2 separate regions of the Gossypium hirsutum genome follow, and region 2 is linked to region 1. A link is a contact called in public Hi-C data. All regions are on one chromosome and are shown on one strand. The core of a region is the stretch at or near the end of the contact, and the rest is flanking DNA. Distances in the headings are between cores, read along the strand shown.

Evidence for each region. A called contact is a pair of places that touch in the nucleus more often than the background predicts.
Region 2: a Hi-C map of leaf shows a contact between it and region 1, with 2.8 times the contacts expected there. The contact joins the promoter of LOC107901158 here to the promoter of LOC107901164 in region 1. A contact is called at or near these places in 5 of 34 Hi-C or Micro-C datasets (fibers, hypocotyl and leaf).

What each region holds. Positions count from the first base shown.
Region 1 is chrD06:12,272,212-12,275,007 of Gossypium_hirsutum_v2.1, forward strand. It overlaps LOC107901164 (probable pectinesterase 53), which reads right to left and starts at 1,319. Exons shown (of 5, transcript XM_041095692.1): 1 at 750-1,319; 2 at 269-458; 3 at 1-190. The coding sequence starts at 1,114.
Region 2 is chrD06:12,444,890-12,447,589 of Gossypium_hirsutum_v2.1, forward strand. LOC107901158 (acid phosphatase 1) reads left to right here and starts at 1,266. Exons shown (of 3, transcript XM_016827051.2): 1 at 1,266-1,886. The coding sequence starts at 1,489.

The DNA of each region.
Region 1 (2,796 bases), core at 69-2,568:
CATTGCCAAAGATGAAATCCACTGAACCTTCAATGTAACAATCTTTATAGTAATGTCTGCCCAAGTGATCATAGAGGGTGTCTTGTGCTCCCAGGAATTTACAGCCCAAGAAAGTAGCTGTATCTGCAGATATCCTAAATGCTACTGCTTGTTTCCCTACTGCTCCTGGTGGTGGCACTGGTGTAGTGTTCTGCACCAGTATTTGATTTTGCAAATAAGAAAATAATTACATTGTAGAATAGTTAAGAAGGCTGATTAATTAAGTTACCTTGAATGTTATGTTTTTGGCTATAAAATAAGGGGAATTCACAGCAAAAGTTGCAGAAGCATAGGTTCCCAAAGGTTGTCCTCTTGGTCCAGGTGTTTGAGCTGTGTCTCCCCATTGGACAATTGTTTCATCTGCTCCTGATCCTTCAATGGTTATGAAAGATTTAAATGGTGGAATGTTAACCTTCTCTCTGCAATCAAATCAAATATAGGTAAATATTTGTTAATTTCTTAAAGATAGTTTGAAAGACAAGATTGGTTTGAATTAGACTCTTTGGTCAAAAACCATATCAGAAGGCATTTTGATCAGGTAGATAAAGACAAAATTGGAAATTACATTCTTGTGTCTGTATGACGGTCTCACACTGAACAAGAATTAGCATACAAGTGAATGTAGACAAACTCTAGAATCTATATATATGTGCAGAAGAGCATAAGGACAGAGTAAAACTACAAATGAAGGAAAGCCACAAGGTACTCACGTGTAAACCCCTGCATGGACCTTGATGACCACTCTCACAAGATTTACTAAAGGAAGAGAATCAATGGCATCCTGGATAGTGGTGAAGTCTCCTTTGGCCGGATTCTTGTCCACAGTGAGAGTATAAGAAGGGAAAAGCTTGTTCTTTGCTGTCTTGAAAACTGAGTGATTAAGGCTACCAACAAATTTGACCCACTGCATGAATTGCTGCTCGGAGCCATGGGTTCCCGTCATAGTTGATTGCCTATGGCTGTGCTTCCCTTTAGAGCTTCTGAATCTGATTCCTTTGGTATGACACAATGCATGGCCTGAATTCAATAGAAAGAAAATGAAGGTAATGTACAGAAAACGTTGAAACTTTGACATGGTTTTAGGAATAAAAGGAGAATGAGAGAGCAAAAGGGGAATGTAATATTAGAGGTTGAGTGATGAGAGTGGCGAGTTTCTCTCATGGTTTATATACAGCTTAGTTGGTACTTTATCGTTAGTTGGAAAAAGGTATATAATATAAAATATTGTTGTTGAAATAGAGAAAAGAGAATGAAAGAAAGGTAGAGGTCACGGGTAGACAAACATGTCAAGAGTCAAGAAGAGAGAAGGGATATATGGGGGAAAAAAAGCAAACAATCTAGGCCACAAGAGAGGACCAGGTTGCACTTTTTTTGGCATATAATGAAAACATATTTTTCCTTGTCTTAAATGAAAACTATTTCTCTATCAGCTCTTTCTTTATCGCTGTTTGTGTTGTAATGCCCGTGAGTGGTCTCTCCTTGTCCATGTTTTGTGTATGAAGAGATAATGGGATTGGAATCTAATTTTTTTTTATCAAAATCTTTCTATCCTGTTTGATGATTACCTAACTTATTTGTATCATTAGAGTATGTGTTAATATTTAATTTATTGGTAGTCTATAAATTTATATATTGATGGTGAGTGATAAAAAAAATCTTACAAATGACCTCTTATATTCAATACTAATGTTGGGTATATTAAAAATACATCCTTATATTATTTGCCAAACTGATGAATTTGGGTGGTTAGATTAGCTGGGCATGCAAAAGTTTTTATTGAAGTATTTAAAATGGCTATTTGTCTTTGGTAGCGCCTCTTGCTTGCTGTACTTAAATATAATTATAAATTAGTAAGATTCTTTCGCTTTGTATCAGGTTGAATATTTGTTTACATTAAATTATGGAATATAGTAATTAAATAAAAAAGGTTGAGCTCCAGGTTTTGTAAAATTGAGATAAAAAATTTCTTTAGAGGGTTTATTCTACTGACACGTTTCTAAGTTTGCTCTATTGACATATCTTTGAGTCCTACTTGGTTATTGAGTGGTTTCGGTTGTTGGTGGTTTGCATGTGTGTGGCTGCTGAGATGGGGAGCGATGGTGATAACATTGGGATGGAGAGGGGGATGGCGGCGCTCTCGCTAGAAGGGGGAGAGGAGAAAGGATGGCAAGACGATTTGGGAGGGGAGGAGAGTGAGGAGGTGGACGATCTCTACGTAGTTAGCAATTTTTTGACTGCCAACGTTATTCAGTTCCAAACAATGAAATCGACTTTAGCCAATCTATGGCATCCATATGGAGGGGTGATGTTATTAGATCTGGGAGATAAGTGATTCTTGTTTCAGCTTTGATTCTTGTTTCGGCTTCGGCTTTATTATGAAATCTATTTTGATAGATTCTTGGAGGGAAGTCCTTGGACTTTTAATGGTCATTTGTTAGTCTTTCATATATTGCAGAAAGGGGAAGATCCGATGGAGGTGTCGTTAGTCTTTACAAATTTTTGGTTCAAATCCATGATCTGCCATCAGGGTTGATGTCTAAGGATATGGCAAGGCAGTTTAGAAACTTTATTGGGAAGTTTTGGAGTATGATACAAAAGCTATGGGTAGGGGCTATTGGGGTTTTGTGTGAATCAAGGGGCTATTGAAACGAATGAAGAAAATTGTTTTGTCTCAAAAAAGCAGTATATATGCCCAATTCCAATATGAAAGATTATTTGTTTTTTGTTTCCTTTGTGGGCGATTGGGTTACTTGGAGG
Region 2 (2,700 bases), core at 16-2,515, 170 kb after region 1:
TTTAAAAGCAATCTAGGACAAGTCATTTATAAATCATTAAGAGGAGATACTAGCCAAAATACGGGAAGGTTTATACAAAAGTACAAAGCTCGAAAAATGAGATCAAACAAAATTTTGAGTTCTATTTGAGCCCAGCCTTGAGTAGAATTTTTTTGACCTAACTCGAGTGTCTGACAAAGCTTCTCGTGGATGGGCATCCTGCAATTGGAAAATCTAAAAGCAATTTAGTACAAGTTGTTTATAAAGCGTTAAAAGTAGGGGCTGCCTAAAATATAAGAAAATTTAGACAAAAGATAAAACTTAAAAAATGAGATTTTATTTTTTATTCAAGTCAAATCTTGAATAGAATTTTTTGGATATAACTGGAGCTCATCTCAATTGTTTATATATTAATTAATTATATTTATTTTGGAAAATGATAATTGAAAGGTAATTATAAAGTTTTTTTTTTTTTACATAAAAGAAAATAAGCAAGAAAAAAGTATTTATTGTGTGAGCAATTGGGAAAGTAGAATGAAATGGGAGACGTTTGGGTAAAAAATAATTCAATTCATATTATAAAATGGGTTCCAACTCTTAAAATATTAGATAAATTGAGATATTTAATTTGGTTATCATAATTTATGAAACGAATATATTATTATTTTTTTGGAATTAAAATTAAATTGAGATTTATTCTTACCAAATTGGTACTAATTCTACGCTTGATTTTAATAACCTATCTTTTTTTAGAAGCCTATCTATGAGATTCTCTTTTTCTTAAACTATAATCACATAAATACAAACTATCAATTAAGATTTTTAAATTGAAAAAGTATAGGATTAAATTTTTAACTTTTAAAGTATTTGGACTAAATTCTAAATTTTATGCAAGTATAGGGACTAATAGCGTATTTTAACCTTATCATAAATACAAATTCTAAACAATCATTGGAAAATAAAGGGTTAATATGTAGTACCTAGTTGGTACTTGAGCTTATATTCCACCGCTCAAGTTGGTACTTTCGCACTAACACCATTAGTTTATACTGATGTGGCACTAATGGGTGACATATAACAATTTCTCAATATTCAATTAAGAAATTTTAAAAATAGATTAATTAATAAAAAAAGAGTATAAATTTTTGTCAAAGTTCATTCTTATTGTGAAAATAATATTTTTTTTATTAATTTATATATATTTTAAACTTCTTTCGAGTGCTATGTGAGTATAAATTATAAATTAACGGTATTAATACATAGATACAAATTTAGGTGATGAGAATACAAATTCAAATATCAGTCAAGTCTAAAAAAAATTGAATGTTGGACAAACTCATGTGGAAACTATTAACCCAAAAATGAATGGTTAAAATGTGAAGAGCACCAACAGTTTTCACAATAAATTATAGGAACTTTTTGTCACAATCAATAAGCCACTGCTTGGGAGAGGTAAGAAAAAAGAACAAAAAAACACTCTCCCTCCTCAATTATTGAATTCAACTTCCAATGGCGTCTCAGCCCCTAACCTTCCTATTCCTACTCCTCCTCACCGCCTCCGTTCTCGAATCTTCGACTTCTTTTGAACCCAATATCCGCCTCCCGACAACGGCAACGATCGTTCCTCGATCCGACATTGATGACGACCTTTACTGTGCCAGCTGGCAGTTAGCCGTCGAGACCAGTAACGCAGGAAGTTGGGCCGCAATCCCCTCCCGCTGCGTTCCCTTCGTCAGAGATTATATGACCGGTCAACGCTACGCTTCCGACTGCGAGGTCGTCGCTAATTACTCCCTCGCTTACGCTTCCACCGTCAAGATCGCATCCGACGGCAAAGACGCCTGGGTCTTCGACGTCGACGAGACTTTGTTGACCAATTTACCCTACTATCGAGATCACGGGTTCGGGTATGTACGTCAACCCTGTCCTCGTTTTTTTTTAACACCATGAATCGGATAAGATTCGAATGAATGCGCTTTCTTTGCTTTTGGTAGGATTAATGGTATAGAAAAAAACACACACCCAGATTTGTCTTGGCTTGGAAGGTTAGATGGCCATTCTTGGTCAACCATAAATGAGGAAACCAATCGCAAATTTTTAACATTAAATAATGCTAGAGTCGCTATCGGATGCATGATATGCTCTCTTCTTCTTGGCAAGATAACTTTTGATATGATTATGAATCAGGCGATCATTAAGTTATGATTATTAAGGTAACCTCAACCATTTTCCTATTAAAATTTGATATTTGAGGAAGGAAATTGAAAATTATTGTATTCTATGCTTTTTTCTTGAATATAATGACTAAATTTAGTGGTTAAAAAAAGTGATTTTGCTACTTAATATCCTTTGATATTATTTAAAATTAGTTAAGACTTAAAGATTGTATAATATGTTATTTATACTTATGCATTTATATTGAATACCCTTTTCGGCAGTTTCGTTCTCTCATGATTTTCAATGCATTGGTTTGAAATAGGAACTTTATATGGGGTTTTACTTATGCTAGAATTTCCTTATTGTAACGTCAGTATTGTAAACTAAACAATTATTAATTTGTTCATGATAAAACAAAACAAAACAAAAACCTTGGTTTGAAAGATTTTGGGTAACATTTGCCGAAAATGAAAATTTGACATCCAAGGTAAGCTTTTTGCCTATTGCCAATTGTCATGTTATAGATGATTAAACTGTGTTGGGTGCTTTTGAAATTGATTTCAT